Linked DNA regions of Capra hircus: region 2 is linked to region 1. Evidence: chromatin contacts called from public Hi-C data. All regions are on one chromosome and are shown on one strand. The core of a region is the stretch at or near the end of the contact, and the rest is flanking DNA. Distances in the headings are between cores, read along the strand shown.

Evidence for each region. Hi-C and Micro-C count contacts between places; a contact is called where the count stands out from the background.
Region 2: a contact with region 1 is called in a Hi-C map of blood, with 4 times the contacts expected there. The contact joins two enhancer-like sites. A contact is called at or near these places in 3 of 5 Hi-C or Micro-C datasets (all in blood).

Annotation. Positions count from the first base shown.
Region 1 is chr15:53,352,096-53,357,563 of ARS1.2, reverse strand. No RefSeq gene overlaps it. Among named protein-coding and RNA genes, the nearest start is that of CD3E, 23 kb to the right of the region's middle. Within about 2 kb of position 2,248, at least 1 of the 5 cell types and tissues checked has an H3K27ac peak or open chromatin away from gene starts, as enhancers often do.
Region 2 is chr15:53,450,106-53,455,573 of ARS1.2, reverse strand. JAML (junctional adhesion molecule-like) reads right to left here. Exons shown (of 10, transcript XM_005689503.3): 10 at 1,901-2,410. The coding sequence ends at 2,318. Among named protein-coding and RNA genes, the nearest start is that of SCN2B, 11 kb to the left of the region's middle. Within about 2 kb of position 3,448, at least 3 of the 5 cell types and tissues checked have an H3K27ac peak or open chromatin away from gene starts, as enhancers often do.

The DNA.
Region 1 (5,468 bases), core at 999-3,498:
AGCTTGTGCTTCTTCCAATCCAGCGTTTCTCATGATGTACTCTGCATAGAAGTTAAATAAGCAGGGTGACAATATACAGCCTTGACGTACTCCTTTTCCTATTTGGAACCAGTCTGTTGTTCCATGTCCAGTTCTAACTGTTCCTTCCTGGCCTGCATACAGATTTCTCAAGGGGCAGATCAGGTGGTCTGGTATTCCCATCTCTTTCAGAATTTTCCACAGTTTATTGTGATCCACACAGTCAAAGGCTTTGGCATAGTCAATAAAGCAGAAATAGATGTTTTTCTGGAACTTTCTTGCCTTTTCCATGATCCAGCGGATGTTGGCAATTTGATCTCTGGTTCCTCTGCCTTTTCAAAAACCACCTTGACATCAGGGAGTTCACGGTTCACGTATTGCTGAAGCCTGGCTTGGAGAATTTTGAGCATTACTTCACTAGCATGTGAGATGAGTGCAATTGTGCAGTAGTTTGAGCATTTTTTGGCATTGCCTTTCTTAGGAATTAGAATGAAAACTTACCTTTTCCAGTCCTGTGGCCACTGCTGAGTTTTCCAAATAAAATATAATCTGCAAAAAAATACAAAAAACGAAATCACTATGCTGTATACCTGAAACTAAAACAATATTGTAAATCAAATATACTTCAATTAAAAAAAAAAGTTTACCGGCTCCTTGGGGAAGAACATGCTCTGTCTTACTGATCAAACACAGTTCTTAGGACACTGTAGGTGTTCAGTAAACACTGGTGATTTGAGTAAACTGATCTCAGATTAGCAGAAACAAGTACTTTTAGGATAACAGAGGAAGCATGCTGCTGCTGCTGCTAAGTCACTTCAGTCGTGTCCGACTCTGTGCGACCCCATAGATGGCAGCCCACCAGGCTCCCTCGTCCCTGGGATTCTCCAGGCAAGAACACTGGAGTGGGTTGCCATTTCCTTCTCCAATGCATGAAAGTGAAAAGTGAAAGTGAAGTCTCTCAGTCATGTCTGACTCTTAGCAACCCCATGGACTGCAGCCCACCAGGCTCCTCCATCCATGGGATTTTCCAGGCAAGAGTACTGGAGTGGGGTGCCATTGCCTTCTCAGAGAAGAAGCATAAATTTTGACTAAAAATTCTTTCTTCTTCACAAAACCAAAATCAAGGTGTTCTTTCACCAAAAAAAAAAAAAAAAAAAAAACACTAGCACTTTGAGATTTTCCCCTGACCTCGTTTATTTCTTTGGTATTTTTATATGACCAATTTATGTAATTTGTTTATAACAGCCAAACAGAATTTAACCATAGTACTAGTAACAAGAAACTGCAAATGACCAAGACTTTAATATTTATTCCTCTCAGTTTTATCTGGGGAAGCAAAACCTCTATGAAAGAAAATGTAATTTAGAAGAAAAACTGAAAAAGAACTCTGCTGTACTAGACTCATTCTTATGTTCATCTCTATACCTTTTCCAAACTGTTTCTTTCCTCTAACATTCCTTCTTCACTGCTTCTCACCTATTCACACCCTTTCTTCTCTTTTAGGGTGGATGTGAGTGATCATATAATTTATTGTCCAAACTGGAACAGTTTTGAGAGTGAAACTGGCATGATTGATATTTTCACTGGAAAGACAGGCATAAACCAGAACTTTTCCAGGGACACTAAAACATAGTATCACCCTGTTTTAAACTCTCATGTCCTCAGTTTCCACGTTAATAAAATGAGGGGTTTGGAACAAGTGATTTTTAAGGACTCTTCCAGTCTCCTCTTCCTTTTTTTTAGCTGCTTCAGGTCTTAGTTGCAGCATTCAGGATCTCGTTTCTTGACCAGGGGTTAAACCCCAGCCCCCTGCATTGGAAGTCTAGAGTCTTGGCCACTAGACCACCAGGGAAGTCCTGACCCTTCCAGTCTTAACCTTCGAAGAGTCTACTGTTCTGATTTAAAGTGCTTCATCCATGAAGTTCAGTCTTGCTCAGAAAACCTCAGATGCCACAAGGTCTCAGAACTACTCTTTCCCATCACAGATTCGCTGAATGCTGAGAAGCGGCCAAGGTGCTGACTTAGCGAAGGCAGTTCAGCCTCTCTGCCCTCCCCTCCACTTCCCATGGCGGTCTGATGCCTGCAAGGGAACGAGCAGGTTGGACTCGTTTGCTCAGAAGTGTTTCTGGGTAAAAAGGGCAGACCTGCTGCTTGTCCAGGCAAACAGGGTATGAGTCTTTCCTGCTAAGTAAGAGACTAAGAGAGAAAGCACACCTGCCCAGTCCCTTGGGGGATTCCCCGCCCCACGCACCACCACCGGCCCCTTGCCCCCCAGTCCCCCAGCCCCCCAGCCTCCCAGCCCCCCAGCCCCCCAGCCCCCCAGCCCCAACCCCAGCTTCCCCCAGAAGACTGGAGAAAAGTCTCAGCAACGTTGCTGTTTTTTTCTTCCCAAATGTCCCTGTGTTTACAGTCTCTCAGTGTCAGTTCCCACTCTTGCCTAGGAAACCCCATGGACAGAGGAGCCTGGTAGGGTACAGTCCATGGGGTCGCACAGAGTCGGACACGACTCAGCGACTAAACTAGCGTCAGCGTCTGCTGAGTTATTGTAGCAGGAACTAAAGGAAACGAGATTTTCAAAGAAAAACAGCAAAAAATGACTGTTTAAAACTGTCAAGTGCAAGCTCTTACTCTAAGGATGCTAACATTACTCCAAACATTTCTAGAATGATTCTTAGCATCTTGAACCACAATTTCTTTAGATCCTTAATAATGGCAAATCATCACACTTTTGAGAGCTAGTTTGATTCTCTAACACATTAATCAAATCTAAAAATCATGAGAAAATGAGCAACCAAATGCCTCTAATTATAAAATTGGGAGAATGAATATCTTGTGAAGGGTATGTGCTCCCTAAGGATCCTTTCAAAGACAAAAAACTCTGGAACCATTTTGTGCACAACTATGATGAGGAGATAATCTCTCCTAGAGTTTAACATTGCCCCTATAGTTACTGAGCTGAACACAGACCATAAAGGGGAGGACTTCCCTGGCGGTCCAGTGGTTAGAACTCCACCGTTCAAATAGAGGGGCTGCAGGTTTGATCCCTGATTAGGCGATTAGGATCCCACATGCTGCATGCACAAGGCCTAAAAATAAAAATAAAATAAAATAATGCTAAGGGATGCGTTCCTTTTCACAGAATAAGGCCTTTTATGATCTGGCCCCACCAACTATCCAGCCCCACCTCCCCACTTTTCAGGTTCCTTGAAACTTATTCTTGGCCATGGCAAACTAACTATATGTGTGTTCTTACCTTCATGTATATATATCTGTGGGCTTCCCTGGTGGCTCAGGCAGTAAAGAATCTGCAATGCAAGAGACACAAGTTCGATCTCTGGGTAGAGAAGATCCCCTGGAGAAGGAAATGGCACCCCACTCCAGTAATCTTGCCTGGGATATAGTCTATGGGGTTGCAAATTTGGACACGCTGAGCAACAAACACATAAACACACACATGTATCTGTACTTGCTATTCTGTCTACTTTGTCCGCCTGATGAATTCTTACTTGCCTTTCAAATTTAATCTCACATTGTATGAAGGCTTCCCTAACTTCTGGAGCCAGAATTAATAGTTCCTTACACCCTGTAATACCTTTATTATAGCCCTTGCTGCACTGTGCCATCATTTCTTGTTTACATGTCTGTTTCCACTCTAGTCTGAGTCCCTTGAGGACAGGTCCAGGTCTTTTCACCTCTGTATCCTCAGCACCTACAACTTCTAGGCACATGGTAGACTCTCAATGTACATTTGCTAAAGGGGTGACTGCATGCTTACAGGACAGGTTCCAGTGGGCTCCACATCTCAGCAAAGGCATGCAATATGGAGCGCCCTCTGGTGGAACCCAAAGAAGCTCCAGGGTAAAGACCTAAAACTGAGTTCCAGTTTTAACTTTGCTTATTTTTGTATCTCAGCAAAGATCCCAGGTGGCGCTAGTCACAAAGAACCCGACTGCCAGTGCAGGAGATGCGAGAGATGCAGGTTCGATCCCTGGGTCGGGAAGATCCCCTGGAGAAGTAAATAGCAACCCACTCCAGTATTCTTGCCTGCAGGATCCCATGGACAGAGGAACCTGGTGGGCTACAGTCCATAGGGTCTCAAAGAGTCGGACACCACTGAAGCGACTTAGCACACAAAGATCCCTGGGTCGGGAAGATCCCCTGGAGAAGGAAATGGCAACCCGCTCCGGTATTCTTGCCTGGGAAATCTCATGGACAGAGGAGCCTGATGGGCTCCAGACCATAGAGTCCAAAGAGTGGAACACAGCTGAGCACACACCCATGCAAAGATCATTCATGACTGAACGTTGCACACTGATCAACAGGTTTCCACCTTACACTCTTTTCAGCCTAGGAGCGATCATGAAAGGCGGGGAGCAACTATAGTCTATAATATATAGCAGATTCTATTTGAAAATGGATAATATAATATATTAACTTATAATTGTCAGGATATGTCTCCTACATTTATTCAGTCATTCTAGGTCTTAATTATGGAATGAATGATTCAACCTAGAGTTCTGTAATAGAATTCGGAATGTACTCTGTCACTCATTTATTTAATAAATAATAATGATTTGATTAAAGAAATTAAGTCTACACTTAAGAATCACCTGATATATGTCCCACACTGTGCTGAAGAAACGTTAGAAGATGCCTTAGCCAGCTTTAAGAAATTCAGATCATTGATATTAGAACCTTCCATCTTCAAAGCACTGTGCAAAGCATTTGAAGACATTGCATCCTTTAATTCTCAATATTCTTTTTATTTTTAAAAATTTTTTTTTGTCCTCTCCTATCAATATTCTTTTTAACAGATGAAGAAAATGAGAATGGTGATATGAAGTGATTTCCCTTGCTATCCAGCTCAGTCTCCCTATAAAGTATATGGAAGAATCGGGGCCCAGCCTGGGAATTCTGTATTTAAATCCAAAACTTTTCCCATGGGTTTTTCACAAAGCCCCACAGAGTCAAAGGCAATTTCTTTTCTAGCTTTTTACTATAGAGAATTTCAAACACATACAACAGTATACAAAATGGTATAATGACCCCTAGGTACCTATCACCCAGCTCCAACTATAAGCAACCCACAGTCAACTTTTTCACATTTATACCTTGACCTACCCATCCAATCTTATTTTGAACAAATTGAAGAAATCATACCATTTCACCCATAAATGTAATTTCAATGCCATTGTCACACATAAAAAGAATGAACATTTCCTAAATATTAAGTATCTAGTGTTAAAATTCACAATTATATCATAAATGTTTTAAATGTTTTTACAGCTTATCTTTTTTTTTTTCCTTGGCTGTGCCACATGGCTTGTGGGATCTTAATTCCCCATCCAGGGATCGAAACTGCCCCTCAAGTGGAAGTGCAGAGTTTTAACCACTAGACTACCAGGGGAGTCCCTTCAGTTTATATATTTGAATTATGATCAAAATAATGT
Region 2 (5,468 bases), core at 2,199-4,698, 97 kb before region 1:
AAAGGACTTAGTTATTATATTTAGGGTTGCAGGGCTTCCTGCCCATAGAAATAAAAAATAATGAGATGGGGACTGAATCATCAGATGACAAATCCACTGGGGAAAACATATTGGAAGGGGGTGGAGGATCCAGACCAGGCTCTAGCCCCTAACCGACCTCATTTAGTTCCCATGATTATTTTCTATCAGGCAAATAGCCTCAAAGAATTGACACAAACTTTGTCATATTGAACAGAGAGTAAGAGGCAAAGCCAAGATTTAAACCAGGTTTGTTTCACCTAGAAGCCATTCCCTACGCCATATGCCTTCATGGTCCTGGATTTAGTAGACAACCACCCCTAAGCGAAGGGCATAGTGGGCAGGCAGGTCTTTCCCATGGGCCCCTCCCTGCAGGGCTATTTTGGTTTGGGGCAAAATTGTATTTGACAGCTATGAACTTGTGCTCTCAACCTTGACTCCATGCTTGTGTGTAAGAGGAAGATTTGTGGAGAGGCAGAGTTGAGGGAGAGAGGTAGACTTCCTCTTCTTCCTTCTCAGAATGAAAGCTTAAGGTTGAATGAATGGAATTCAAATTTGATGTGCGCAAGTCAAACCCTGCAGGGCTCTGTGCACACTTGCCAGGGCAGAGCGCCCTCTGCAGGGAGGAGCACATGGAGAAGCTGCCTGCCTCACTCAGCCTTTATCCCAAGTATTCCTTTCTATCCGGACAACAGATGTACAATCACCATCCATCCACTCCACTCGGTATCTTGAAGGTTGTCATCACATGAAAACAAGATTTGAGGAAGTGGAAAAGGGCCCCTTAGCCCAGGAGAGCATGTTGCCTAATAAGTCAGAAATGAAACCACTTCCTCCCCATGAACTTTTAGTATACGAAAGAGGGTGCCCCCCCATCATGTCAACATGTCTCCCCTCTCTGATATGTCTTGGACAGGATATTGCCTTAATCCGCATATTGTAAATTACTGACATGCTCCTTACTGAGAGCTAACACTGAGGAGGAAACATTTCATGACTCTTAGATATGGCTGAATAAAAAGAGGCTTCAAGCCTCCGAGTGGAGTCCAGAGGATGGCTGATAAAAGAGAAAGTTAATGATGAGTATCTAGTGGAGGGTCCTTGAAATCTGGAGAGTTAGGGAACTCACTCATAAATGTAGCTCTGGGACTTCCCTGGTGGTCCAGTGGTTAAGACTCCACGCTTCCAATGAAAGGTGCATGGGTTCGATCACTGGTCAGGGAGCTAAGATCCCAAGTGCTGTGGGGTGCAGCTAAAAAAAATTAAAAATTACCTCAACTTGAGATTGGATCCGAAGTCAGAAACTTACTAAGGATCTGCTCTTTATCCAGGCCCTAGATGGCTAAGAGGGAAAAATGGGACACAGTACACGAGGCAGGCCATATGGGAGTAAAGACGAAGAAATCTGAGCTGAGCCCAGACTAGAGACAGGAGTTCAGAACCAGAGGATTTAAAAAAACAAACAACTAGCCTTATTAAATCTTACAAAGTAAAGGAACCAAAAGGAAAGGAATCTCACATTCAGACCAAGAGTTAAATCAGTGGCTGTCCATTTTGGTGACCCAGGAGTGTCGCTTCTGAAAAAGACAAGTGCTCCAGATCCACCAGTATAGTCTATCCAGACCTCTGGTGGGGCCCAGCCAAGAGCCACCAGCCACTCTGATACCCAGCCGGCATCCAGAAGCACTGAGTTACATCGAAGAGATGTACCCCACTTCCAACCCATTCATGCCCCCCAAACTTCCTCAGGCCTCAAACTGGCCCCCAATGTGTGAGTCACAGCAGGGCTTTCCTCCAGTCACTTCAGTTGCTTCAGGAGTTCCCAACAATAGATTCTTCACCAGCACTCCACATGCCCTTCAGCCAGGGTAGAGACACAGGATGATTGCCACAGACTGCATTTATTTAGGGATCATTGGCCACAGGAATAATCATTTGGGGTTGTTTTTATCTCTGATTCTTCTCTGGAACCTTCCACAGAGAACACCGTCCAAGCAGAGGGTCTGACCTGAAGGGACACTCGAGGCCACTGCGGCAGCTGACCAGGGTCCCCATGGCCAGGGTCTCACTCTAGGGGAATCAAGTCCATGCTCCCCCTTATCAGCCTTTCTTCCTCCAGGGCTGTCCAGTCTCTTTGCTGGCCTTCGAGCCCTCCATCATCAGCCCTCTGCCCAAGCAGGGAGACAGGAAGAGGACTGGGAGGGCAGAGGGTCTGAAACAACTGCTACATGGATGGACTCAGGACACACAGCAAAGAGAGTCTCTGTGCAGCCAAGGGAAAAAGGACCACCCCTTCTTCTCAGAAGGCTTGCTCTGTTTTTGCCATTCCCCCAGTTGACCTTTGGTCTGGTGGGCTAGTTGGTGCTGACTTCAGAGAAGGCCAAACTGGGTTCTGTGGGGGGGAGAGAAACAAAGCACATTGGTAAGAAGCATTTCAATCATAATAGTTACCATTTACTGAGCTCCTTCCATCTCTCTGGGCCAGTTCTGAATTTCACATGCTGCACTATCTCATTTGTTCCTCACCACCCGAGAGGTAGGTTTTATTAATATTATTCTCATTAAGGATGAGGAAACTGAACCTCGAGAAACTAAATTACCTGCCCAAGGTGATCCAGCTTCTGAGTCAGGGTAAAGATGCGGACACTGGTCTGTCCAGCTCCAAAGCTAGGGATCTTAACCATTGTGCCACACTGCCTCAGAAAGAGGACGTGGTATGGTGCCCCTCCATTTAAGTAAATTTAATAGAAAAGCAAAGGTTCTGGGACTTCCCGGGCGGCCCAGTGGTCAGGACACCAGGGAGGCATGAGGGGAAGGGCTCAGTCCCTGGGTGGGGATTTAAGATCCTGCACACTGCAGGTGTAGTCAAAAATAAACATCAATGTAAAAAAAACCCATGATGAGCAAAAAATTTTAAGCAAAATTTCTTTGTTTCCCCTGCTCTCTATCAGATAACAGCCCCCTACCTGAAGTCTCAAACAAGTGGTGCACAGGCCAGAATTCACCCGCAGCTGTGTGTAAGTTGACACAGTGTTTTGCAATAACTTGACCAGCCCCTGAAGGCCTTTGAGTCTGTGGCCCTGGTCCCCTATCACACTTGCTTTATTGGATCCATTTCAAGGGGCCATGGGTGCTGTTTTCTGCAGAGTTTAAATCGCAAACACTTGGCGCTAAACATGAGACGCTGGCATTGAAGGTGGTTCACTTCTCCGTCACCTCTGTCCCACAGAGCGTCTGCAAACGGTACCGCCCAGGTGACGGGCGCACTGAGCAGCAGGCACCGTTATCAGCAGGTCTCTGAGACGAGGTTCTGGCAGCTGCTGTAGCATCACATGGCAATGATGGGAGAAGGATGGGGGGAAGGGGAATGACTATGTTCAACTTCAGAGGGGAGCTCATGTTTCACTTGGTGGAGCAAGGCCAGATTCTGATCTCACTCTTCCCTGGCAGAACCTTTCTCTGTTGCAATCATCTGGGAGTCATGTGTCCTTGGAGCTGGTGTAACAGGAAAAAAACACAAGCAAGCCATCATCCTATAAACAGAGGAGGCCAGCCTTCCTGAACACAGCAGAACACTGTTCCCTCCTTGGCTGGGGTGCCTATTGTGAAAGTCCCTCAGTCGTATCCAACTCTCTGCGACCCCATGGACTACACAGTCCACGGAATTCTCCAGGCCAGAATACTGGAGTGGATAGCCGTTCCCTTCTCCAGGGGATCTTCCCAACTCAGGGATCGAACCCAGTTCTCCCGCACTGTAGGAGGATTCTTGACTAGCTATTATTCATCTACAAATAGCATCATGTCCCTCGCCAGCTCATTCCTTTTGTCCTTACCCGCTACTCACTACACAGCCAGTGTCTTTTCTAGGTGCTAGACTTCCCTGGAGAGTTGAACAAAGAGAACATAGGAATCAGACTCTGTATTATTACATGAAATCCAGCATCCAGCCTTCCAGCAGTTGGATTATGTCAAGGTATAATAAGTCACAGAATTAAAAAATCTAAGAGTTGCAAAATATTGACTTTCACTGTCACTTTAAATACAACTGGTGGGAAAATTTAGTTTAGGGCTTCCCAAGTGGAGTTTTGACTCAATGGACATGAGTTTGAGCAAACTCCAGGAGACAGTGAAGGACAGGGAAGCCTGGAGTGCTGCAGGCCAAGAGGTCGGCAAAGACTCCCCGAGGGGACGTGACTGAGCAACTAAACAACAGCAGATGTGCAGCCAGTGTAAAGAATCTGCCTGCCAGGGCAGGAGGTGTGCATTCAATCCCTGGGTCAGCAGGATTCCCTGGAGCAGGAAATGGCAACTCACTCCAGTGTTCTTGCCTGGAGAATCCCATGGACAGAGGAGTCTGGCGGGCTACCATCCACGGGACCACAAAGAGTCAGATGTGACTGAGCACACACAGGTAAGTTTAGTAAACATTGAAAATTATAGGAAAATACCAGTGAAGGAGAAGCTCACAAGCTAACACTGAAGACATGTAACACTCCAGGACATACTAGAACATATATATTTGGATATACATTGGCCATCCAGAATTGGAGCCAACCAGAAATCAGTGTGGAGAAGGCGATGGCACCCCACTCCAGTACTCTTGCCTGGAAAATCCCTTGGACAGAGGAGCCTGGCGGGCTGCAGTCCATGGGGTCGCTAAGAGTCGGACATGACTGAGCGACTTCACTTTTCACTTTCATGCATTAGAGAGGGAAATGGCAACCCACTCCAGTGTTCTTGCCTGGAGAATCCCAGGGATGGGGGAGCCTGGTGGGTTGCCATCTATGGGGTCGCACAGAGTCGGACACGACTGAAGCAACTTAGTAGTAGCAGCAGCTGCAGCAGAAATCAGTGTAAAGATAAAACCATTAGTAATCTAAGGAATTCTAAAAGATATGTGCAGAGAAGAGGTCATACTCAGAAATGTAAAAAAATAAAATTTAATAACATGATAAAGCAATCAGCAAGTATATAAAATATCCCAATGGATATGGCTCAGTGGCAAGGAACCTGACTGCCAATGCAGGAGACACAGGTTGGATCCCTGAGTCAAGAAGATCCCCTGGAGGAGGAAATGGCAACCCACTCCAGTATTCTTGCCTGGAGATCCCATGGACAGAGGAGCCTGGTAGGCTACAGTCCATGAGGTCACGAAAGAGTCAGATATGACTTAGCGACTAAACAACAACAATGAAATATCCCGACACCATAGGAAAACTGTAAGGGCTGCAAATAAAGGAGCACTGGGTAAAATAGCATAAACAGTAGAGTTCTCATAGTTAGTGGTGCATCAAATAAAGAGCGTTACTAGCATAAAGAGGACTTAGGGAAAGACATGGAACTCATTAAGGGACCTAGGGCTTGAATCGTATATAGCAATTCCTTACCACAACACGCACTAGGAAGTTATTGGTGCTGGGCTTGCAGGCATGTGTATATAAGCATCTAAT